2 separate regions of the Mus musculus genome follow, and region 1 is linked to region 2. A link is a contact called in public HiChIP or PLAC-seq data. All regions are on one chromosome and are shown on one strand. Each heading gives the region's core, a stretch centred on a gene start, on an enhancer-like site or on the middle of the called end of the contact. The rest is flanking DNA. Distances are from core to core; before and after follow the strand shown.

The links. HiChIP or PLAC-seq counts read pairs in DNA pulled down with a chosen protein or histone mark.
Region 1: an H3K27ac HiChIP or PLAC-seq map of embryonic stem cells shows a contact between it and region 2, with 4 times the contacts expected there. The contact joins two enhancer-like sites. A contact is called at or near these places in 1 of 484 Hi-C or Micro-C datasets (bone marrow-derived macrophages), 2 of 115 datasets of contacts at active chromatin or transcription factors (both in embryonic stem cells) and 1 of 9 other capture datasets (embryonic stem cells).

What each region holds. Positions count from the first base shown.
Region 1 is chr17:79,965,888-79,970,969 of GRCm38.p6, forward strand. All of the region lies in intron 2 of Gm41625 (a long non-coding RNA gene), which reads right to left. Among named protein-coding and RNA genes, the nearest start is that of Gm41625, 13 kb to the right of the region's middle. Within about 2 kb of position 3,259, at least 26 of the 459 cell types and tissues checked have an H3K27ac peak or open chromatin away from gene starts, as enhancers often do. A contact at or near this core is called in embryonic stem cells, where this site is marked.
Region 2 is chr17:79,057,577-79,062,219 of GRCm38.p6, forward strand. The region is part of intron 1 of Qpct (glutaminyl-peptide cyclotransferase (glutaminyl cyclase)); the gene reads left to right. Among named protein-coding and RNA genes, the nearest start is that of Qpct, 8.0 kb to the left of the region's middle. Within about 2 kb of position 2,890, at least 2 of the 459 cell types and tissues checked have an H3K27ac peak or open chromatin away from gene starts, as enhancers often do. A contact at or near this core is called in embryonic stem cells, where this site is marked.

The DNA of each region.
Region 1 (5,082 bases), core at 2,009-4,508, 910 kb after region 2:
CCTTCAGAAGCACGGCAGGTGTGTTATAGGCACGCAGTGGTGCGCCACTCCCATCCGCATGGGAATTAGCTGATTATGATCCACAGACCACCTTTGTGTTCGCCAAGTTTAAAATGTCCTTTTGGGGACTGGAGATCGACTCCTCAGTTAAGAGTGCACACTGCTCTTCCAGTGTTGGACCAGTGGACCCAGGTTGAATTCCCAACACTCGGGTAAGTAGCTCACAACTTCTGTAACACCACTTCCAAGGGATCTGATGCAATCTTGTGGCCTCCACAGGCTCCACACACATGCATAACACACACATACACACATATACACATACACACATATACACATACACACATGAACATGCATACAGAACACACATACACATAAACACAAATGCACACGGACCCATTCACACATATATACATCCACACACTGTACACATACATACACATAATTTTAAAAATATATTAAGTGTTCATTTTCCAGTTCATGGGGGGAGCAAAAAAGGGAAAACTTTTATGACTTGTTAAAAAAAAAAAACTACATAAAGTTCTGATTTTTGTGTCCTTAATACAACTGTATTGGAATCCAGTCATATTTATTAATTTCAGTCTTGTCTGTGGCTGCTTGCATGCGGCAAGTTGTACAGTTCTATCAGAGACTGTCCCACAAAGCCAAAAATAAAGAAATCTCCATGCCTGGCGTGGTGGCACACGCCTTCAATCCCAGCACTTGAGAGGCAGAGGCAGGAGGATTTCTGAGTTTGAGGCCAGCCTGGTCTACAAAGTGAGTTCCAGGACAGCCAGGGCTATACAAAGAAACCCTGTCTCGAAAAACAAAGCAAAAAAAGAAAAAGAAAGAAAGAAAGAAAGAAAGAAAGAAAGAAAGAAAGAAAGAAAGAAAGAAAGAAAGAAAGAAAGAAATCTCCAATCCTCGAACTAGAGGAAGGAGATAATTGCAGACACAGATAAATTCTGTGAAATTAAAGAGCAAGGTTGGAATTTATCGAGGCGGTTATGAAGCTGGTCTGAGCAGGGGAAGCTCACCCTGCCTTAGAGAGCCTCCTTCAAGTTTATAATCCTTGAAAGACCACCCTTGGTTAACTGGTTACTTGGTTACTGGAGCATCTTCAGTTTTCACTGCGATGTGGGCATAACTACAGGAAAATGAAGGTGTGTCCGTCACATTTCTATCTCCGGCCCACCAGTCCCAGCCCATCAAGCTGCCCAGGTGTATTGCCCCAAATTAGTCTACTTGTAACTTCTGGGGCCCTGCCCCCAACTAGTTCTGATTGGTAAATAAAGATGCCAGCAGCCAATAGCTGGGGAGAAAAGAAAGGGGTGGGGTTTTAGGAGTCCCGGACTTGGAACCAAGTGGAAGGAGGAAGGAGGAAGGAGGAAGAAGGAGATCCGCTATTCCTCGGTATAGTGTGAAGGAGAATAGGAGAGGAGAGATGCCCTGGCTGAGGTGTGAGCAAGAGAGAGCAACAGAGTTGCCATGTGAGGAGGCCAAGAGGACGTGGTCCAGAGGGCTGCCCAACTGGATCTAGAGCAGCCAAAATAGAACATAGAAATTAGTAAGTGGTAACTCGGAATTATCAGTGAGAGGTAGAGTCTAGCAACATAGAGGTTAGGCAGTGGTCCAGCTATTGTGCTGCTTAAGGCATATTTAAATATAAAGTCTGCTTGTGTGTCTTTCACTGGGGACCATAAACCACTGAGGCAGGAAACAACCTCACACAAGGATTTATTTATAAATATTAATTCTACACAGTTGTTCCACTCTCCCCGGCTGCCCTCTGATAATGCCCCTGTGTTTGTCAAGGGTGGAGGGTTCAACATGGAGTCATGTTCCCTGTAGCGCTCACTCTCAGAGACCGAGTGTCTGTCTTTCTTCGACCCAGAGTTCCAGCAAGTTAGCTTGGAACCAAAGCAAACCGCAGAGATCTATTCCACGGATGCTCTGTGAAATACTCACTCATCGCCACCCCTTCCCCCTCCCCCTGACATCCCTGCCACATCCCCCTCCCCACTGTACCAGGAGATGGGATCAGAAAACTGCACTGCCTTCCACCCATGCAAAACTCTCAGCTCTCTTTCTGCTCCTCCCGTCTCCTTTCCCTATGCTAAATGGCTCAGGCAAATTGTGCCTGTATGGAATCATAGTGGGGTAATGTAGTTTGCCTTATAATCTGTAGTACAGCCCTGTTTGGTGTATGTGTGCGGATGTCTTGCTATACAGCCCTGACTGACCTCAAGCTTAAGGTAGTCCCCCTGCCCATGCCTCCTAAGTACTGAGCCTACAGGTAGGCATCACCGTGTCTGGCGTGATACCATCTCTTTAGCATTTTCTAATCTACTAGCCAGTTGACTACCCATTCATTCCCTTGCCTTTATAATTCCAGCTCACTTAAGTACACAGTCAAACCTTGAAAGGCTCCTAGACGAGACCCAGGCAGGTCTATGAAGGGTATCAACCCCATGCCAGTTTCTAATGCTCAGCATGCCAGAGAGGTACCAGGGACCTAGAAAAGTACTTGCTGATCAGGTTCTTGCTTCTGGCTGTCTGCAGGACACAAAAGCTTGCCCCTAATGTCCTGCCTAGATCTAGGCTGTCCCAGATCATCCTGCATTGGCTTTAAAGTGTGTGGTTTCCCAATCCTATGTGAACCCGGCCACCAGGCTCTGCACTCCTGCCAGACCCCCATTGCAGTTATTGCTAAGCCTTGCCTGAGAGTCACATGCCCACTGGACTTCACACGTTGGGCCAAGACTCCCATCATTCCTCCTCACTGGTGCTTTATTATCCTGGTTGTCATGTTGGTGGGCTTTGGAGCCAACCCAAGAGACACATCTCCGGGCTTGTCTGTAAAGAATTACCAGAGATCAGCTGAGGTGGACAGACCCACCCTGGATACCGCTGGCCTTGTTCCTGGTGCCTCACCGGGTAGAATCGGATTCAGTAAAGTGACAGAAAGGAACGGAGCTCATGCATTCGCCTCTCCCTGTGTCCTGACTACATGGGGCGATGTGGCCAGACACCTCCCACTCCTACCTCCACGCCTTCCCTCAAACCATGAGACAACAGAAACTTCCTTATCATGTTGTGTTAGCGGGTGTTTTTGTCCCAGCTACAAGAAAACGATAATAAATCCTTGACACCCTAATCTAAAAAGCAATTCTTCCACCCCCTGCCTTAGCCCAGAATCTGTCCCCAGCTTGCACAAGGGAGGAGTTAGGCACTGTGCAACCTCACTGCACCCAGTGAGCTTTTCCAGTCTGGCTACTCTCCTCACCCTGACTAGTACTTGCCACTAAGATGCTGGCATGGCTCCACGGCTACCCCACTGAACTACCACAGTACCTGGGGTCATGGCTTGCTTCCACTCTCTACCAATGTGGGGAGCTAGGTAGAAGGGCAAAATAATGGCAGATACCATGCCATCTCTACGACGGGCTCAGCATCAAACAAAAAGGCAAGCAGTGGCCATTGGGTGCAAGAGACACAGCTGGGGAATGGGATGGCAGACCAGCCTCCCTCCCCAGGGCAACATCTGGGTCTGCCTCTGTAAGGACTCAAAAAAGAAAAGAGAAGACTTGCATACAGGGCTCCCAAGCCAGGGACCCAGGCTCCCTACCGTTTCCACACCTACTCCCATAACTCATGAGTTTATCCAGTTTCTCTGCGGTCTCTCTGCCCCTCCTCAACCAGGAAGTGATTATACTAAGTAGATTTTGGTTTTGAATGGCTTTGACCTTGTGAGGCCTTCCGTTCTCCAGAACTGGTTTTTTTCTGAGAGTCTGTGTTCACTTTTAATCCAATCAGCGAAGGTGGAGTTGAGTTTACTCCTGCTGACTTCTAATCCTCCAAGACAAAACGAAAATATATGCAAAATGTATGAGGAAATGGTAAAGTATAGTACACACCATTCCCCACCCCCACCCCCAGCAAAGGGGGAATTCTCAGAGGCTGGAGGGGTTGGGGGAAGGGCGGCAGGGCCTTCATCTGACGGGAAGTCAGATAGGTAACTCTCAGGCAAGAAGAACCACCTAACACTCAAAGACTTGACCCTGTGTTTGCTCAGAGCAAATGCATTTCAAGCGAGGGCTGTCAAAGGAGAATGCGTTTGCAAGCCAGTTGAAATTTAAAGTAAACCTCAGCAGGTCAATGAGAGGCCTTCCCTAAAAAGGCAGTCAGACTCCCAGCAACCGCGCTTCGGAAACTCTGATAGTGTCCTATGCTGTCCAAAAGGCTCTCGCGGTTTTAACTCCAAATAGGCTGGCACACAAATAGGAAGTGGAAAACTTGGGGAGTTGGGATGATCGGATCCTACTTGGACATATGGGAAAGCTTGAAGAAACACAGTATATGGTAGCAACTGAGAAAAAAAAAAACGAGCTCTGAGGGTTGCACTGCAGTGTGAAAGAGGCTTAGAATGGACACGCTATGGTCTCAGCAGGTCCACACCTGTCAGTCCTGCTGGTGATGCCCAGGAGAGGGAGGGGGCAATCAGGAGAGAGAAGTCCTCTCTTCACTACTGCTATCCAACACCATTCGAGACTATTAAGGCACCATGTTCCCAAAGATCTAAGTCTTCTGATACCACACGAGACTCCAATCCCTTTTGTTGGCGTCTCAGCAAGCACTGGCTTTAGATAAGATTATTTTTAATTCTTTCCATTATGAAATAATTCACACACAAAGAAGTATATAACACTACATAGATGCAGATTTTAAAGAAGAGTTAAAACTAAGAGGCAGAAGCAGGTAGATCTCTGTGAGTTTGAGGCCAGCCTGGTCTGCGTGTGAGTTCCAGGACAGCCAGGAATGATAGGATATGTGGGGCAATGGGCCTTGCCAGGAAACCTAATAAGACTGAGTGGGCTGGAAGCCCTGGAACACAGAAGGGACAGTAGCAGCTTCACCTGCTGCCGACCAGACCCCTGTCACATGACCACAGCACCCCCATGGAGAGGATTGTGGCCATCAGTCACATAGGGGCAGTGCCCCCAAGCCCCTCCACATGCAGATGAGGTATCCCTAACATCTCAGACCAAGCCAATAGGAAGCACCTGCTGCGGGACCCCAACC
Region 2 (4,643 bases), core at 1,640-4,139:
ACAGTATCTTTTGCTGCTGGAGACTGTGATACTTAGATACCGTTCACCAATTTGACAAGACTCTAGAACCACCCAGGAGACAGCCCTCTGTGCACGTCTGTGGGAGACTTTCTAGATTGGGTTAAAGAGGTGGGAAGACACATCCTCCACGTGCATAGGCTAGAGTCTCAGTTAAGATGGCTAAATGGCAAAAAGAAGCAAGGTAGCAGCAGCCATCGCTCTCTGCCTCCGAACTGAACTGCGCTGTACCATGAGCAGCTGTCTCATTTATCGCTGTGCTCTATGCACATTTACTTTGTATCAAAGAGCCTTCAAACTGAGCAAACTGAACCTTTCCTTTCTTAAACTGTGATTGAATGGCACTGTGCCCCAGCAACTTGGGAAGGAGCAAATAGAGAGATCATGAAGGCTGATTTATTTCATTCTTGCTTTTCTGAAGTCTTGTGAGATTTTCCAAGTTCCTGTAAAGCATGTATTTAAACATGACTTTGATTTCCTTTCACTGTGGACATGAAGAACACAGCCCACAGTGACTAGGTTGGCTCTGGGGTTGGCACAGTGGGCAGCGAATAGGAAAGAAGCCATCGATAAAATAGTTGTGTAAGAGAGAATAGTAATTCATTTATTTATGCAGTGTGGGTAGAAGGAGGAATATGAAAGGGTATCTTGCTGGAGTCAGTTCCTTCCTACAATAGAGAATCTGGGGATTGGACTCGGGCTTCAACAGTGAATACCTTTAACCACAGAGACACATCGTGCCCCTGAAACAGATTCTGACATGAAAGTTTACATCTGTCATCATTACTGCCCTGGGCCAAGCCAAGGAGCTGTCAGTTGTCTGAAGCATTGTGCAGAAGTTTAAAAGAAGCAAAGCTGACAAGCACGGAACTAGGATGTCCCCTTGCAACAGGCAGCCACCTGGAACCAGGCCATGTCTTGTCCCCTTGTGCCAGGCAGCCACATGTCTCTTCTGGCTTTTATGCCTGTCTATGAATTCAGCTAGTTTAGTATTTACGAAGACAGAGGTGTGACTCTTACGCCTTTATTATATAAACACGTTTATAGCTGCAGAAGTTTTAGAAAAATACTTAGTTTGTCTCTCCATTACTTGAAATTACCCAGTAGTTACCAGGTGCTCAATGTGAGCCACACCCCTGCGACTCTGGAGAGAGGCAGGAAACTGGGAGAGGGTTCTAGCTTTCCTGGAGCTCCTGACTTATGTGAAATACAGATATGAAACACGACACCCGAGAACAGTCTTCAGGCAGGAGCATGAAGAAGACAGGCATTTTGAAGGTGAAGAGACACGGAAACAGTTTGAAGGGCAGACTGCATTGCTGAGGTGCCGAGACCCTAAGGAGTAGATCTCAAAGTGGCTGGGTGCTAGGGTGACCAAAGTGGGATGAATGGGAGCCTGCAGCTCATGCTGGGGCTTGCAAGGCAGTGGGAGAGACACACAGGCATTTGTTGGGAAGGAACAACCATGCAGATCCCCCTTTCTGCCCCCATTTACTTTGGCTCACACTTCACACTTTTTTCCCCTTTAGATTCAGCTTTCTTGTTCAAATGCTGTTTAATTCTAACACGAGGACTTAGACATTGGAGGCACTAAGGAATTTAAAGGCTTCAGTAGAAGTTTGTTTAGAAAATATATCTATCTGTTGCATAGGGCTACATAAGGCCATTTCCATGCAAGTGTGTAATATACTTTAAGCATAGTCTACCTCCGGTGCTCTGCAAGTGTTCCTCCCAGACACACTCAGAGACCCCTTTGCTCCTCCTTCCTCCCCCCTCCCCCTGTTTGGTTTCCACTCTCATGGCATGTCATCTTATGAGTTTATGTCTATGGTTTCTAGTCAAATCTGTTTTTCCCCAGGGAACGACATTTGAAAGAAATATACTTCTTAATGTGTGTCTGTGTGTGTGTGTGTGTGTGTGTGTGTGTGTGTCTGTGTGTGTGTATGTATGTATGTATGTATGTGTGTGTGTGTGTGTGTGTGTGTGTACCATTGCACCTATGTGGAGCTCAGAGGACAACATGCAGGAGATGGTTTTCTCCTTCCACCATGTGGGTTCAAGGGATTGAACTTAGGTTCCCAAGACTTGACAGTAGCTGTCTGTACCCATTGTGTCATCTCCCTGTCCCCTAGAAATATGCTTTAAAGTGTATTATTCCCAAGAACAAAACCAAAACCTTAATACATTCAGTTACGGTATCAATATTCAAGAGTAAAGCAGAAGTGAGGAAATGAAGCAGAACACTGAATGCTGGGTTAGAAATCCTCCTGCCGGGATTTACTTTACGTATTTACCTTTAACTCTCTACCGTTGGTTTTTACAGACCTCAGTTCCCATTGGTGGAGGTCAGGGGGTTGGACTAGTTATCTCTAAGTGACATATCCAGGTCTCACATTCTATACTAGTTTACTGTACGATGGGGGAAATTAGCACCCTGGGTATTTACTAGGCAATCTGTATGCTTTGGCTCGTTTAGTCCTAAGTACCTTCGGGTGCAGGTACTATCACCTCCATTTTTCAGACAAGGAAATGGAGCCTTGATAAGGTTAAGTAACATAGCCAGAGTTACTGCTAGTGGTGGGTGCTAAGTTGAAAGGCTGTATCTGATCCAATAGCCTGTGCTCTTTGCATGATAAACACTGGAGAGAAACACTGCGTTATTTCAAAGTCTAGAGGGATCTAAGCAACGAGGCAGCAGCAGTCAGTATTTCTACAGTGTTTCATTAGCCGTGTGGGTGGTTCATGTGGAGTGAATTACCTGCATGATTATTTAATGTATCCAGTAAACACTAATCCTGGAAGGAACTGCAGGATGGGCGGAGTCTCCCAATTTCTGTTTTGCATTCCAAAGAATGTCCCTACCACCGTTCTCCTCATTCTCCTTAGGGAAGAACTGGTTTGAGCAACCATTCATTTCCCTTTGAGCAGAAGTGCCACAATCCCTAGGAGTGTCTGATGAACTTGTAATGAATGGCTGATTCATCATTTTGGGTGTCCTAAGACAAGTTCAGCATGTGTAAGGTCATATTCAGGATACACATTTGAACATTAGGTCTACTGAGCTTTTAAAGTTTTATTTTAATATGTAAATGTACTAAAGAGTATTAAAACCTTAATAGACTATAAGATAATTAGGTTGATGATGGAAAAGAGTTCCTATTTAGCCAGCTTTACAATTGTCAGACTCACATTGAGAGGGGCATCATTCATCCCGGGTACACACTGATAGAAATTGAGGGCCAGGAAGAAGGCTCAGTGCGTAAAAGTGCTTGCTGTGCAAACATGAGGACATGAGTTTGAACCCTCAGAATCCATGCAAGAGCCAGGCAGAGTGTGAGAGATGAGAGATTGAGACAGGAAAAGCCCCAAAGTGTGTAGGCATCGAGCCTGGTATCATTTTGTTTTTAAGGCCTGTTTTTATTTTATATTATGTATATCCTCCTTAGGCTTACTATGGCTGGGATGAAACATCATGACCAAAGCAGCTTGGGGAGGGAGGAAAGGGTTTATTTAAGCTTATACTTTCAGGTGACAGTCCATCACTGAGGGATAGTCAGGGCAGGAACTTAAACATGGCAGGAGCTGATGCAGAGGCCTTGGAGGGATGCTGCTTACTGGCTCGCTCCTTGTGGCTTGCTCAGCCTGCTTTCTTATAGAACCTAGAACCACCAGCAAAAGGATGGCACCACCTATAATAGGCTGGGCCCTTCCCCAGCAATCCCTAATTACAAAAATGTCCTGCAGGCTTGCCTACAGCCTGATCTTGTGGAGGCATTTTCCCAGTTGGGGGGGTTCCTCCTCTCAGATAACTCTAGCTTGTGTCAAGTTGACATAAAATCAGCCAGCACCCCAGCACTTGGGAGGCAGAGGCAGGTAGATTTCTGAGTTCGAGGCCAGCCTGGTCTACAGAGTGAGTTCCAGGACAGCCAGGGCTACACAGAGAAACCCTGTCTCGAAAAACAAACAACAACAACAACAACAACAAAATCAGCCAGCACAATGTATGTGTGTGCATTCTGTCTGCATGTATGCCTGTACCATTAGTGTGCCTGATACATACAGAAACCAGAAGAAGGCATTGGGTCCTGCCAGAACTGAAGGTTTAGACGCTTATAAGCCACCATATAGGTGCTGGGAATTAAAACCTTGTCTTCTATAAGAGCAGCCAGTGCTCTTCTCTTCAGCCCCAAGAATGAAATTTAAAATATTCTAGTATCTACATTAAGAGGTTAAGGTTGGAATTAATTTTAACAAATATTTCACTTATAGCATAGTAAAAACTGTTTCATCACATACCCAGAGAAATATAAATGACATAATTCTATTTTTATAAAAAGGTCTTTAAAAGTGATGTATTTTCCAGATGTGGTGGTACACGCTTTTAATCCCAGAGCTTGGTAGATGGAGGCCAGCCTGGTCTACATAATGCACTCCAGATCAGCCAAGGACACACAGTGAGACATTGTCTCAAAAAACAAAAACAAAAACAAAAACAAAAACAAATCCAAACGCCCCAAACCTGGTGTATACATTGCACTTGAAGCACACCTCGATTTTCTACTTTTCAAGTCTTAATAGTCACAAATGGCTCGTAGTCTCCTGTACTGGACAGTGCAGATCTAGAA